Regions from separate parts of the Rattus norvegicus genome. Here region 2 is linked to region 1. Evidence: chromatin contacts called from public Hi-C data. All regions are on one chromosome and are shown on one strand. The core of a region is the stretch at or near the end of the contact, and the rest is flanking DNA. Distances in the headings are between cores, read along the strand shown.

Region 1 (3,601 bases), core at 1,102-3,601:
AACCCCAAGGCCTCTTGCAATGAGAGCAGAACTGCATACAACTGGTTGGGAGGACTGCCTGGATACTCCAGTGCCGGGTCCCATGACCCTCCCCAATGCTCCTTCTATGATGGAAGGTCAACAAGCCCAGCTGTGATGATCTTTTGCAAGTGGGCACAGCTGTTCTCATGAAGATTGTGGCAGTTTGGCTAGCAGAATAGTTATATAGACCTTCCAAACAGACATGTGAGGGCATACAGCATGCTGTGGAGATCCAAGGAGAATTCACTGCTTCTTCAGCCTCACATAGGCATGTCCAACCTTCTGACAACTCAACACAACATGGTTCATGTGGGAAACTATGCAACTGAGTCATCAAATAGGAATCTTAAATGTTTTTAGTAAGTATGTGATTTTTCTGTCAGGCCATATTTGGGGCTATCCTGGATGCACACCTTTGAGGAAACGGACTCCCCAGGAAACACTGCTGCTGAACGCTACAGGAACTCTCCAGGCAAGGAAACAGACAGAGAAAATTTTGCAAATGTTTCAAGGGACTGCTGACCCTTCACAGCCACTGTAGAACCCCCAGCCATGGCTATCTCCCACTAAAAGCCAAAAGTGAGACTGTAAATGCCAGCTATTAGCCAAAGTAATCAAGTAGAATTGTTGGGAAAATGCTTCAGGCAACTGGTCAACCAAAGGACTCTACACACCTCTCATCCCTGCCGTCTGGAAACCAAGGTTATCTAGCCAGTGAGGTGCTTTAAATCCCAAAACTAGCTGAGTGTTTTCAAGGAAGTAAAGAAGTCAGATGTGCCACTGTGCCAAGGGACTCAAGGCCACCTAGGACTTTTGGAGATAAAATGTGATTTCAGAACGAAGAACAGAAGCAACACTTGGGAGCTTGCTAGAGAGGCAGACTCCTGAATGACTCACAGCTTAGCATCCCGGAAGGAGCATTTCCTTGAGACAGTCAATGTTCACTATGGGGAGAAAATCAAATTATCATGTCCCCCTGTGGTACGTCTCCCACTTCAACTTCAGAGAACTGTCCTTTGAGTGTGTGAATCTGGAGTTCATGGTCACAAGAGCCTTGTTGTAAAACTTCACCCACCACCTCTCTATCCAACAACCTGAGTTCATTCTTTATTTCAAGGTGGGGAGTAAAGTAGAAGAAGCCATGTCCAGAGTGCATAGAGGGAGAAAAGAAAACAGTTGTCATACTGTAATGGCGGTGGTAACTGACAGGGACCCAGAATCACCAAGGAAAGCATTTTCTGGAAGTTTCTGGGCACGCGATGAGGGAGTAGCTACAGCATAAATGGAAGTAGAAGAGCCATGGGCAACATCATTCCACAGTTCGCAGCCCCACACTGAATGAAAAGGAAAACACGTGTTTAGCATCCACATTCACGTCTCTGTTTCTTCAATGTGACCAGCTACCTCACATCCCCTGCGAGCCAAAATTAACCCTTCCTTAGGTTGCACCTTCCAGTAATCTGCCACAGCCACGAGGCACATAACTAAAACAGTGATCATCATCCCTTTCTTCAACTTTTTATTACATTTGTTTATTTGTGTGTACATGTATGTGCACATACATGTATCCGAGCAATGTGTCGTGGTGCCCATATGGTCAGAGGACAACTTTCTGGGTTCAGTTTTCTCCTTCAACTATGTGGGTTTCAGAGACTGAACTCAGGTTGCCAGGTTGGGCGGCAGGCACCTTCAACCGCTCAGTCACTTCAGCCATAACTTCCCTCCCCCAACCCTCCCCTGGTGCTGGTAACAATCACAGGGTCTCATTACCACTAGACATGCCCCCAGTCCCATAGCTACATTCTTTAATAACAGATATATTTATCAAGTACTCAAGTGTAGTGCCATAAACACTGAAAAGTGCTTTTCAAATCCTTCGTCTTACTCAATCCTCACAATAACCCCGTAGGAAAAGTGTATAATTTCCTTCCCTCACTTTACAGATAAACCTAAGACTCAGCATAAATGGGCACAAGTCGACACAGTTAGTAAATGGGGCACTAGGTCTCTAAGCCAAGTTCAAGTTCTTGACCACTAAGCCCCACGCCTGTCTCCCACAGAGGAAATTACTCGCTTCCTACTCTGTCCAGTGCACAGACGAGGCAGTCTGAAGGCCACCAGGCTCCCACCAGGATCACCATGTTATTGAGGGATCCAGCCAGGATGCTGGCTGGCTCACCCAGACACAGGTGCACCCAGGGCTCAGCTCTCAGCCCTCCATTATGCTGCGTTCATTACACAGGAAGACTCCGAGGTCAGGCTTTCAGGTCCTAGCCCTTTCCTCATTATCTGCCCGAGCATCAGCGTTCTTCCAAGCCCGGTATTGACTTGCTTTGTTCCTGGCTGCCAGCCCATCTCCATTAGATCCCAGGCATTTGAGCAAAGTACACAGGTATCCAGTTCTAACTGAATGGAATGGACTCGCCATCCCTCCTCCTCTGTAATTTTGGGCAGAGTCTGAGAGGATTTAGAAGGTGTCATTGACTTGGAATTACAGTTCATTGTTACAGGATGAATTTCCGGACTATGCTGAAGAGAGCTGGGCACCCCACACACACACACACACACACACTTACACAAGCAGCTTTGTTCCTATCTAAGTGTCCCTCTGATTGCATTGTGCTCATTCACTCAGGACTGCGCTGATTCTCAAGGCAGAGCCATGACAAAGGAAACTCAGCTTCCTATGGAGCTTCACATAGGCAGCCTTCACACAGGCATGGGTCTCTGTCACTGTATCCTCACCCCTACCAACTGTCACTAACTTTTAGAGTTCCTCCCCTACCAAACTCTTTGCGTGCCTTTGTCTGACAGACGTGCAGCCAAGTCTTTTTAAATCAGGGTATTTGCCTGGCCAGTATCCCAGGTTCTTTGCTATGCCCGGGTGATAGAAACGACTACAGACTGAGCTGGTAGCTGACTGGTTGTGTTTTCTATACTGCACATCTGTCAATTGTGCAGAGTGAATTTAGGCATCTAGATATGGATACCTACTTGGGAGGAAGGACTTGCGGGGAGAGCTCTGAGCCTGTGAAGATCCTGAAGCAGATGGTGCTGAGTTTAAAAAAACAAAAACAAAACAAGACCATAATATTATGGTCCACCTACGCTGCTAATCCTCACCCTCCCCCACACAGCTGTGAACACAAAAGTGGCTAAGAGTTCAGGGACCCCCAACTCACCTGCGGGAACCACGTGCAGGACAAAGCCCCTTTCTCAGCTGCCCTACTAACCTCCGTCCATCTCCTGAGTCACTTAAGAACTGTAATATATGTATGTATATATACATGCAGCTAATCAAAGCAGTTTACAAAAATTGTTAAAATTTTTAATTTTTAAAATTGACATTTATTCTTTCTCTGCGTGTGTGTGTGTGTGTGTGTGTGTGTGTGTGTGTGTGTGTGTGTGTGTTCATGCAGGGAACAACTTAAGCCTGTTCTCTCCTTCCACCATGGTGGGTCCCAGGGATCACACTCAGGCTGAGCTATCTCATTAGCACATAAAATATTTTTTAACTTCTAGTAGGTGCTAATACAGCCTTAAATTTTTTTCTCAGTCTTTTCATTCCAGCACTCAGGAG
Region 2 (3,467 bases), core at 749-3,248, 170 kb before region 1:
TAGACCAGGGTGTCTCTCCTTGTAGCTACACTTCTGCATTTACTCGTCCAGTTATTTACTGGGCGTCTCTCCTGCAGGGCCGCCTGAGTACAAGGACTCTGGCTCTTAATGCTCCACACTGCAGCTTTTGTGTCCAGCGTACCGACTGTCCCTTGGTTCAGTGCCCGGTGAGCATTGAATTTGATGAGCCACCGACTTGCATTGTTGGCAGAGAAATTTAAACCCAACAATATCTCAAGAAATGCCAGTCAAGCACTGACACACGCTAGGCCCTGCACAGGTCATTCCTAGCTAACAACAGCCCTCCGGGGTTGCTAGTCACCATTGTGCTGAAAACCCAAAAGCTAACAGGATGTGACCAGCCCCTCACAGGGACAGCATGTGGAAATTATTTCTCTGTCCTAATACTAACCTGCTCTTCCTGAGGATCCCACCACCCTGGTACTAACATTTTCACCCCACAAACTAATTACATTGGTGCACTTATCCTAGCGCGTGGTACAGACAAGCAAGGACAGGTTGATGTCTTCTGACTGTGTTTACCAGAGCTGGGCCACCTTGTGGCAGTTAGTTTTCCTCTCGGTGCCTCAGTTTCCTTGTCTTGAAGACAGGCATGCTAACAGTTATCTATGTCCCTGGAAAGTAGGGATGTGAGATGTGATGTTTCTGAGGGTGTCCAGCACACTGTTGGGCCCCTAAATGTTCAAAACGGTGACATTCCCCATGGTTGTCACTGTCTTCCTAAGACTGATAGCTGGCCATGAAATTAAATGTTAAGCTTGTTCACAGGATTTCCAGTGACTGTACACCCCAGCTTCTCTGGGACTGTGTCAGTTGGAACGCCTGCAACCTGCCGCAGAGCCACAGCCTGCCCATGCCATAGCCCATCAGGTTCTTCCCACTTGGCTTCCATGGCACAGAAGCCACCAATGTCAAGAGCTCTCTGCTTGTCTGCCAGAGTGTCCTCTCTGGCGAAGGCTTGCCAGGACTTACTCTTACTCAACAACTGGAACAGCAGCTGTACAGACAGCAAGGGCACACCACTCTTGAACATCCCTAAGCTCCAGCCTCCTCGTGGAGCCTACAGCCCTACAGCCTCCCCCAGCGCGTAGGAAAGAGACCGGGGGTAGGAGAGGGGGGATCCTCCACACTCTCGCCACACAGATGGAAATGTTCTTCAGCCGAGTGTGTGCCAATCAAATATTTATAAATCTAGCCACATCCTAAAGGCACCAGGGGAGTTTGCTGGTCCAAAGGATCTTACTGCATTGCCCTGGATACAAGCAGACCACACTCTAGTGAAATCCCTCCCTGCAGACTGTTTGGGGGGAGTCCAGACTTCCGTTGTCTGGTCTGATGGGAATCCACATTTAATGGCAAAGGCATCTTATTCCCCACCAGCTTGGCCTCCGAGTCAGAGCAGCCTTCCAAATAACCACATTGGGGAGGTCTGGGCCCTGATGCTGTAGCCAGAGAGAGGGGCGGGCCTACAGGAAGGAATGTCCCCCCAACAGGGTACACCAGCCTGCCACATGTGGTACATCAGCCTCCCAGGTCCCTGAGTCTAACCCAAGACCCCTTATTTGATTACAGGGGAATTCTTCTAGAGAAGCTACATTATACATATGAATGAACACACACGCAAATGTGTTAGTCAATCTCTGGGCTAAATAAAAAAATTCACTGACTTTTTTCCAGATGTTAAAAGACAAGACACCTTCACAAATGTTAGCACAAACTCTTTTCCATATGTATGTACACACACACACACACACACACACACACACACACACACACACACACACTGAAAACCACTGGAATTTTCCCCCCTCCAGTCCATTTTTCCTCTTGTCTGTCTTTTAATGTTTTGCAAAGCCTGGCTTGTGGTTACACTTTAATTATAAACTCCACTGACATAAAACAACCTGGCTGAGTTCTGAATGAGGCTGACCTCACTCTGAGTAAACACAACCAAGGACGGGAAGTCTCCAACCCAGAATAAACTGGGCACGTAATCTCTGTGGCCTCTCCCCAGGCAGGAGGCAGAAAGGGCAGGCCATGCCACACAGGAGTGAGGCCCTCCTTTCTGGCTTCCAAGATACCAGCTGTCGCCTTAGCAGTAAAGATCCCTAGCGCAGGACAGGAGTAGATAGGGGTGTGGCCCCTGAGCTCACCACTCTTGGCACTAGCTACCTTGGATTCTTTTCCCTTCTTTCTGCTCTTAGAAAGTAAGGGATCATGTACCTCTCTATGAACAAGCTTTGGTTACGGCTGCGTGGAAGCTAATGGTCACATACAAGAAAACGGACGCAGCTATGCCTTAGATATACAGCACTAGGACCCAGGTGGAGGCTAGTGGAGCCTCTGGAAAGCGCTGGGCTCCTCTTCAGAAGGAGCTGTAAGTACCCAGAGACCACAGGGTGTTGAACACTGAGTGTAAAACAGGAGTGCAAGCCACCAAGGTGATCTCGTACATTTCAGGCTGATACTTATGTTTTGTATTCTCAAACCAACACCTTTCAACATCTATGCTTAGCACAAACCAGGTCCTAGGTTCAATGCCCAGCACCAAAAACCAAAACCAGAATCAAAACAAAACACCTAAAGGTACAAGCCTGCATCTCCTCAGGAAACATAGGGCCACAGATCCACCAAACACTTGGAGACCGCACTTCATGGTTGCCATAACAGTACTTGGGAGACTGAGGCAGGAGAATCACTGCAACTGCCAGATTCAGCCTGGGCTACAGAGTAACACGTTGATAGTTTAAAAAAAAAAAATCTACCACATAAGCCTTTTCCAACTCTCTTCAAATCAATTTTTATAAGGCTCTGAATTTCTGAAGAAATTTCCTATTGACCACTAGGTTGTCTTTAGAAAGCTGTTTCCTGTTCTGCTAAATCAAGATTTGCCATCTCCATCTTGGAACTGAGCTAAAGGAAGTACTCAGTTAGCTGTGCACTTTGTTTTTCAATAATAAGCACCTTGAAATGGCCAGGCCTGCTGCCTTTCCTGCGTACACCCAGCAGGTCTCTCCCCAGTGAGGACACCATTCACCTGGTGGCGGGTGTTGACCACAGAGAATGTAGGCTCCTGTGACTCCCCATCTCATCCGCATCCCACCCCTGGTACTTCTGGGTCCTAAGGGTGCTTGTATCTTATGGATTCCCTGTACTCAAGCCTGAGATGGGTCACAGATCACTTCAGACATCACCAGGAGCAAGAATTGAGTCTTTGGGCCAGCAAGGTAGCTTGGTAGGTAAAGTACTTGCTTGCAAGTCTAAAACCTGAATGTGGTTTGGTTTGGTTTTGTTTTGTTTTGTTTTGTTTTGTTTTGTTTTGAATAGAATCTGCGTAAAGCTTTTGGAAAGAGAGAACTGACTCCAGAAAGTTGTCTTCTGACTTCTACACTTAAGTCACAGCATGCACACCCCCTTCAATACACACTTCATACACACACAATAAA

Evidence for each region. A called contact is a pair of places that touch in the nucleus more often than the background predicts.
Region 2: a Hi-C map of liver shows a contact between it and region 1, with 2.9 times the contacts expected there. The contact joins two enhancer-like sites. A contact is called at or near these places in 3 of 12 Hi-C or Micro-C datasets (kidney, liver and mammary epithelial cells).

Annotation. Positions count from the first base shown.
Region 1 is chr18:30,784,366-30,787,966 of GRCr8, reverse strand. It overlaps a transcript of Arhgap26 not described here. Among named protein-coding and RNA genes, the nearest start is that of Spry4, 84 kb to the right of the region's middle. Within about 2 kb of position 2,351, at least 7 of the 93 cell types and tissues checked have an H3K27ac peak or open chromatin away from gene starts, as enhancers often do. A contact at or near this core is called in kidney and liver, where this site is marked.
Region 2 is chr18:30,949,547-30,953,013 of GRCr8, reverse strand. All of the region lies in intron 2 of Fgf1 (fibroblast growth factor 1), which reads left to right. It also overlaps a transcript of Arhgap26 not described here. Among named protein-coding and RNA genes, the nearest start is that of Fgf1, 10 kb to the left of the region's middle. Within about 2 kb of position 1,998, at least 23 of the 93 cell types and tissues checked have an H3K27ac peak or open chromatin away from gene starts, as enhancers often do. A contact at or near this core is called in kidney and liver, where this site is marked.